2 separate regions of the Ovis aries genome follow, and region 2 is linked to region 1. A link is a contact called in public Hi-C data. All regions are on one chromosome and are shown on one strand. Each heading gives the region's core, a stretch centred on a gene start, on an enhancer-like site or on the middle of the called end of the contact. The rest is flanking DNA. Distances are from core to core; before and after follow the strand shown.

Region 1 (4,062 bases), core at 627-3,126:
GAACAGATATTATGAAGACATGAAGAAAAACTGCTTAAGGTACTTTACCCTCATCAGCACTGATTTGGTTATGGGGTTGTTTAGGTTGCCAATCAATATTTATTTGGACTTAGCTAAGCTGATAATGTTGAGGTAACCTAGGGTTGTTTTTCCCCCCAGTGAATGACGTAAATAGTGACCATGATATTTTTGGCCAGTGCTGTGAAGACCATACTTTTAAATCAAACTTTGGGAAGGCTGGGCTATAGAACATCCCACTCAGCAGTTGCCCTTTGCCTCTGCTTAGGGAAGCACGTAAAGTTCATTGTCATTTCACCTTCAGTGTTGAACTTGCAATCTTAAAGGAAAGCGCTGTCAATGAAACACTGTGGACCTTTAAAACTAGAGGTTAAATTTCTGAAAAGAAGCAAATGATACAAAGGTTGGCAGCTGTTGCACAAAGGTCTTCTGGCTTTGTTACTTTGAATGAAAGAGTCATTTTGAGATTTGTCATATTATCCAATGAAGCGAGGCTGAAGAATTGTGTTTTTTTCTGAAAAACCAAAAGAACAGGTTCTCCCACCATTTATTGAATACTTACTAAGTGCAAGAAATTAAGGGAGACTAATACTAAGATCTCTAGCCAAGGGTGTGCAGATGTGCAATGATGACAATAGCCAACATTTAGTGAGTGCTTACTATGTGCAACTAAACACTTGATATTTATTAACTCATATAATCCCCACAACAACTCTTACGGAAAGTACTATTGTCTCCATTTACTGAGAGGTTAAATAACTTGCCTAGACTTGCCCGAGTTGGTAAGTGGTAGGGCTAGACTCTAAACCTAAGTAGTCTGCCTCCAGAGCTGGGTTCTTAACTGGGCTTTTTCTAAAATATTACCAACAAGATACAGAAGCATAGGCAAGAGAGATGGATTTTAAGCGGAGTGAGGGTTAAAGTAAAGCTTTATGGAAGAGGCATTTGCTCTGGATCTTGAAGGTCAACAGGTGAAGAGAGGGGCTGGGGAGGAAAGAACAGCCTGACTAAAAGAAGACAGTTTGAGTCCGGGCCAGCTGACGACAGCAAGATGTGGTTGAGTGCCCGCGTGGGAGAAAAGCTGGAGGGGGAGGCCGCGCCCGGATCCGGAAGGTCCTTGAGGACCAAGCTCTCAGTAAGGCAAGGGGAGCAAAAATCTCAAACTGTAAGGGTGGCAGAAAGGAATTCCTGGACACTTCTCCTTTTAGTAGGATGGCCCCCTGTCTGAAACCAAGGCAGGAGGCCCACTAATATTTCTCTCTGGGGAAAACAGCCGATCGAGATGGTCAAGGTCGTCCACGAGGGCTCCAGAACTGCACGTCCTGGCCGAGGACTCACGTCCCGTGCGCAGAGGCCGGATTTAGCTGCCAGCCGAGCCGGGCCAGGCTGGGTCAGGAATGTGCGTACTCCCGGGCCTGGCAACGAGAACACCAGCTTCGCGGGTACCGGAAGGCCAGTCCTTCAGAATTCCCGTCAGCTACCTCTCTCTGGCCTCTTGGCCCTTGAAGGTCGAGGAGGCCGCCTCCTCGCTACGCAGCTTGGCTCCTCCCCTCAGCCCCGGGAGGGCCAAGGAACAACGGCCTCAGCGATAGGAGCATGCTCTGCCAATCAATCCTATCCCCGCCCCCTCCCAGCCGGCGTACGTTGCATTGGTTGCATCATTACCGGCCTCCAATAAGAGTCTTTTCTTTGATTGGCTAATAGCATCCCCGCCCTCCTGTCCTTTTTGAGTCAGAAGCTCGCGATTGGTTAATCGCGTTGCCAAGCTCCGGACGCGGCTCGACCATTGGAGGCCGCGGGCCCGCCCCCGCCGGCTAGGTGAAGGTGAGAGTCTCCTCCAGTCGCCGGGGTTGGACCAGACCGAGAGGCTCCAGGCGCTGGGTGGAAGCTTTCAGTCGACTCCTGCTTTCTAGCTATGGCGCCTCCATCAATCTTTGCCGAGGTTCCTCAGGCCCAGCCGGTCCTTGTCTTTAAGCTAACTGCTGACTTCCGGGAGGATCCAGACCCCCGCAAGGTCAATCTGGGTGTGGGAGGTAAGGATGCAGTGCCTAAGAGTGTGAGCAGCGTGGGAGTGGAGCGGGCTGTGGGAGACCGTAGGAGATGCTGAGGTCTAGCTTGGAGACGAGGCAAGATCCCCGAGGCTTAGTTCAACCTGCCCCTTGTATATGGAGTCCCTGGAAAAGGGAGATGTATCTGTTTACACACAGAATAGGTGTAGCAGTCAAGACACAAACTCATGTTTTCTGATTCTGCATTGTGTGTTCATTGTGTATTACACTGCATTCTTTCGCCTCTTAAGAAATGGGGCAGTCAGGGATTGAAAGGAGAAGGAGAAAAATAAGAAGCCTGATAGGCTTGGAGTCCTGGCTACTGGGGGATGGATAAAGGAGACCTCTTAGCCCTACAGAGCTCTGTATCAGTCGGGTACTTTATCAAGCTTCAGGAAAGACTGAAGCTTGGTTTTAGCCCCAAGGAGATTAAAATCAGCAGGTGTTAAGTGAAATAATAAAGATCTAAAATGCTTCTGAGACAGGATAATGCTCCCTTGGGATCTGGGAAGAATGTTTTGGCTGTGGTGGAAATGGGTAGAGATGGTGGAAAAGAGAGGAAAGAACGTGGACAGTAGAAGCTTCTTTCCACACATCCTTATCATAATTTCTTGCATGTATTTCTTGGACCTTGGACAGCTGAGAGCACTGGGTTCTTTTTTATTACTACGAAGAAAAAGATCTGGACTGGAGTGCCTCTGAAGTTCCTTTAACTCTTAATCTTCTCTGAATTTGTTATTTCTATCAACGTTGTTGGGATGTTTGCAGCCGCACCAACACTTACCCAAGGACATACAAAGCAAGCCAAGGAAGAGAGCACGAGTAGGATCATGTTCTGTGCTAGGGAACAGACAGAATAGAAGGACTAGAAATTTCAGAAAGAGAAAAATTGAAGTGTTTTGTAGAAGAGAAGCAGTGGCAAGAAGGAGGTTCAGAATCAGGTGTCCCACAGTAATGTCTGTTCATAGGATCTGGTAAAGTTTTCACCAAGGAGTATGGGGGAGGGATGAGGAAAAAACAGGTAAGGGGTACATGGTAATGAAGCAGCAAGTAATGAAGCTGGGTAATGGGCATCCATTATATTATTCTCACAACTTTTGTATATGTTTGAAATTTTCCACAATAAAGCATAAAAAGCCAGTTGTACATAGTTTCACTCACAGAGGGAAAGTGATGCTTTTAGCAGGCAGCAAAGTGGGGGTGATATTGAAAGACCTTGAATTGAATTGGAATGAGCACTTTTCAAGCTCTTAATTTAAAACCAATCCAGAACCTCCAAGTATTTCTTCAGAGCTGGGTATAACATGATGAACTAGTATTGATGTTAATCTAAATACATCTCTTTAAAACCTCAGATTTTATTTGCTCAGTTACCTTTGAACTATCCTACAGCCTTTTGGTGAGGATTAAATGCATTTAAAATGCTTAGAACAGTGTCTGGCACCTAAGTAGGAGTTATATAAGTACGAGCTATTACTGTGGTTGTTTTGGCATTTCTTTGTGTGGGTCGCATAAAAGATGTTGAGTAAAAATTTTTAGCTCAAGAACTGGAAAATGAAATAACCTTGGTTCAGAAATAAATGCAGAAATTAACCCTGCCAGCTAAGGCTGGAAGTGATTGACTCAGAAGCGCTTTCTGCGGCCCAGATGGGGGTCACTTTAACTGTGAAAATGTCTTTGTCATGTGAGAACTAAGGAATTCTTTCTCTTTATTACAAGCAAATGAATTAAGTGCTCAGGATGATTCTGGACGGTTGTCTCTTACTATTGCTGTTTTAGAGGTAAGAAAGCTGAAGCCCGGATTGATGAAACGTTTTGGCCCAGGTCATAGGCTGTAAGTGGGAGAGCTGGGATTACAGGCCATGTCAAGTACCTGGGTCTCTGTCCGCTTCTCTATTTTGGGCAGCTTCAGGTGGTCCAGATGGAGCCAGCGCACTGTAGTGGGAAGAGTGAGAAGACTTGGGTACAGGCCTGGGTCTGTAGTCCAGTGATGTGA
Region 2 (4,062 bases), core at 417-2,916, 160 kb before region 1:
ACTGGAAGTTAATGGACCCCTAGGGGGTCCACAAGTCACTTTTAGGGACTCTGCAAACTCAGAAATTATAGGCAAAATTTTGTGTGCACAGGGTCAGAGGTGCAGGGATGAGGATTTGTAGTTTCATTATTTTTCAAAAGGTCAAGACCCAAACGGTAAACAGCTATTGCTGAATAGGAAGAAAATAAGTGAGTTTGTTAATTAAAAAATGAAAAACTCGGAGGCCCAGAAAAGGGCTAAGCTTTAAAGAGAAAAAGAAAAACTGCTTATCTAAGCAAAAGCTAGAAACAGATTTTTTTTTTTAAGTTCACAATTACATCATCATTTTAGTAAACGTGGGAGTAGAGACCTATCTGGAAACGCTGGAGAAACTTGTGCAAACACGATCCAGTGAAGGGTTACTGAAGCCGGGCAGACGGAGTTCGGAAAGCCTGTGTTCATCAACCCAGCCTGAAGCCATAGCAAAGCACCACCTGTGTATCCTCACGGCCCAGGTGATGCTCAAGGCTGGGGGCTGCTGACATTGTTCTTTAACCATAAGCGTCCCTCTGAGACTCCAGCCCACCTGTCTGCGAGGGAGAGCCGTCTTAAAACAAAGGAATCGTCACCGGGAAGGGGCTCATCAGTGAGTCAGTTTAGGGACAAGCTTCCCCTATTTGACGCACTTTCCTGCTGTGTTTGGGCAGCAGCTGCCTCCTGCCCAGCCTCCCCAGCTGTCATTGTCTCTGAATCTTCCCGCCCCGACGTCGACAGCTCTCTTCCCGGCCTCAGTTCTCGGCTAGACTCAGGGTATAACGTCAGCAGGTCTCCCAACTCATTCACTCAAGAACTGGGGGGTTTACTGGGTGACTCTGGGGCCTGAGGAGCACCGAGCCCTCAGGAGTGTGCCCGCACATGGCCCACAGGGAACAACACTCCCGACCTGACAAGAGTTTAACCGGCCGCTGCCTGCATGTCGCAACAGCTTTCGTGACAGACCGGTGGGCCACGCCAGGGGATGCCAAGCCCAGGCCGGCTCCGCCCCACGTCAGCCCGACATCCCGCGGGAATAGAGCTCTCGCGCCAGGGCCACCAGTCCGCACGCAACCTGCGAGTCTAGGGATTCGGGGCAGGCGCTTGAGCGCGGATCTTAACGGCACCAGTCAGCGGTTTGACCTTGAAGGCCGAGTACCGCCCTCCCCCCCTCCCCCTCCCTACCCCCCCAAAGCGATGTAGCCTTCAGCGCACACAGCTCCACCGGCGCCAGTCTGGGGCCCAAATTCCGCCTCGATAGCCCCTGGGCGCTTCACCCTCTTCCTGTAGCCAATCAGATCCCGACGTGATGCTAGCCAATGGCCGGGGTCAAAGCATCAAGGGTGGTTGAGCCTATCAAAGTTCAGCCTTAAGTTTCTCCCGCCCTCCAGAAAAGTCGGAGGGCGGGTTGATCTTACATGCTGGCCAATCAAATGGCCAATAAACAAGAAGCTTCCAAGATCAAAGGGGAAGGGGTGGGATCTAAGCGGTAGCAACGCCGCGGGGCGAAGAAATGACAGGCAAGTTCACTAATACCACAGACATATTTTTTTACGTAAACTAAGAGGCGGAGCTAACTTGGCGGCTGCACCAATGGCTGACTGAGGGGCGTGTCCTCGGGGCCAAGCGGGAGCCGGAGGCCCCCGGCTCTCTGGGCCGCGCCTGAGGCAGACGCGACGGGGTTGGGGGGCGGCGGCGGCAGTGGCGGCGGTGGCGAGGGTGGGCGCCGCAGCTGGCCCGGGTGGATGGAGTTGGAGGGGCGGGGTGCTGGCGGTGTGGCGGGGGGGCCGGCGGCTGGGCCGGGGCGGAGCCCCGGGGAGTCGGCGCTGCTGGACGGGTGGCTGCAGCGGGGCGTGGGCCGGGGGGCCAGCGGCGGGGAGGCCGGGGCCTGCAGGCCCCCTGTACGACAGGATCCGGACTCCGGCCCGGACTACGAGGCGCTGCCGGCTGGAACCACTGTCACCACGCACATGGTGGCGGGCGCCGTGGCAGGGATCCTGGAGCACTGCGTGATGTACCCCGTCGACTGCGTCAAGGTGAGACCTGGACCTGCTCCGAACCCGACCTGGGGCTGACCCGACCCCCTGGGTCATGCCTGGAGCCAGGATCCCAGCCGAGAGCCGGAGCCGACAGGGTTTCCTTTCTGGCTCCTACCACCACCCCACTATTCGACCGATACTCCGTGCAAGCAAGGTCCCAGCCGGGAATTGATCCCAGTCAGGAATCGGGACCCATTTCTAACCGTCAGTGAGATCTGAATCCGGACTCTGGGAAGGAAATCTGTCAGCCAAAACCCTGGATCCCATCTGGGACTAAACAGGAATAGGGTGGGATGGGAAAGGAACAGGTAAGTGCTACTAACTTCATTAAGGTAACGCTTATTGAAGACCCAGAACAGGATCTTAAAAGTTAGAGATGTTCCGATTGCTTTTACAAACTAATCTTGTGTGTTTACAAGTGACAGGGCAGGAACCAGAGTCTGGGATATCTCAGCTAGATGAAAGATTTACTTATTAAATCTTAATCAATGAGTGAGTGGAAATCTTTGTACAGTCAGAATTCAGAGTTCCTGACTGGAAATAGTATGAGAAAGACCAGGAAAAAGTTTCGGTTTCTCAGTGCAGCAGGCCTGATACCCCACCTATTTCCTGAACATGAAAATTTAGCTGGGATTGGGGTTGTGTGTGTGCAGGGAGCACATCACCCCTCCTAGGAGGGATGGACCTCATAGTGTATATCTTTAGCCACTTGAAGTTGACAAAAAGGGAAAAGTTGCCTATAAGGGAGGCATGACAGTATTGGAAAATAGATGTTAGTGTGAAGAAAGTAGATGTTAGTGTAAAGAAAATGAAACGGGACCAACCTGAGGGCATGATTCCTGGGAAAGTGAAAGTAATTTCATCCACACCAAGCAGGCTCTTGAGTGGGTACAAGACTAGGTAGTGACTAGGTGTTTCTGAAGAAAGCTGGGTAACGAGGGGGAATGCATTGTTCTTTACAGTTCTTATTCTTGTGCATTGGCAAAGGAGCCACCACTAAATAAGCTGAGTGAGAAGTAAACTCAAGGGGACTGTTGAAATAAATATACTGACAGAGACTGGTTCTTCCTTTACATGTTAAGAGTAAGAGTCGAAAAATATTCTCACAGCTCTTGGATGTATGTCTTCTTCTCAAACTAGGGAAAGGTTACATGTTCAGGAGGAGAGTATTAACTTGGGAGGAATAGAAATAAATAGTAAAATCCATGAGAGAGGAGTAAGAGGATGGCTAGTGCTCTAACAACATTGAAATGTCGGATAAGTACAAATTAAAAAGATTCCTCAGACATTTATATAGAATCTAGATTGAATGACTATGAGTTGTTGACGCTGTGTATCCAAAAGTTAACATCTAACTGCAAAGTAAACCTCACTATACTTGAACTGTGAGTAGAGTCTCAGAGTAGATAGTCTAGGGTGCTGTCTTTCAGGATGGGTAGCAAATGAAAACTGGATCAAGGAGAGTAATGGCTTGAAAAATGCAATGTAATAATGTGACTGACTTAGAAATATTACCACAGTGACTGACTTAGAAGTATTACCACAGCTTTTCAATTTAAGTGTTGTCCCACTACCTTGGGCAGCTATCTCCTTACTCCATATATTTATATAAATACTGTTTTTGTTGTAAACAATCTGTAACTTCCTCTGTTAGAAATGCTTCTAGAAGAGGGGTCCCTAACTTCCAGGCCATGGACTGGTGCTGATCTGTTGGATCAGCGGCGGCATTAGATTAGAAATAAAGTACGCAATAAATGGAATGTGCTCATATCATCCAAAACACCCTTCCTCTGTGCCGTCTGTGAAAAAAAAAACAAAAAACTGCCTTCCATGAAACTGGTCCCTGGTGCCAAAAAGGTTGGGGACTGCTGCTCTAGAATACTTGGCTGCATATCCTTAAATGGGGCAAGTCTTTGTCCTCTGACAAGATGGAGTTGCTGTTTTAGTCATTGAAGCCATTCAGAATCAAATGTGGTAGTTCAGGTGGGAGAACAAAATGGGTAATGCTGAT

The links. Hi-C and Micro-C count contacts between places; a contact is called where the count stands out from the background.
Region 2: a Hi-C map of tail adipose tissue shows a contact between it and region 1, with 2.2 times the contacts expected there. The contact joins the promoter of SLC25A28 here to the promoter of GOT1 in region 1. A contact is called at or near these places in 3 of 16 Hi-C or Micro-C datasets (muscle and tail adipose tissue).

What each region holds. Positions count from the first base shown.
Region 1 is chr22:20,239,167-20,243,228 of ARS-UI_Ramb_v3.0, reverse strand. GOT1 (glutamic-oxaloacetic transaminase 1) reads left to right here and starts at 1,876. Exons shown (of 9, transcript XM_004020100.5): 1 at 1,876-2,051. The coding sequence starts at 1,934. It overlaps LOC132658410 (a long non-coding RNA gene), which reads right to left and starts at 1,529. Exons shown (of 2, transcript XR_009598038.1): 1 at 1,357-1,529.
Region 2 is chr22:20,402,952-20,407,013 of ARS-UI_Ramb_v3.0, reverse strand. SLC25A28 (solute carrier family 25 member 28) reads left to right here and starts at 1,666. Exons shown (of 4, transcript XM_012103183.4): 1 at 1,666-2,048. The coding sequence starts at 1,758.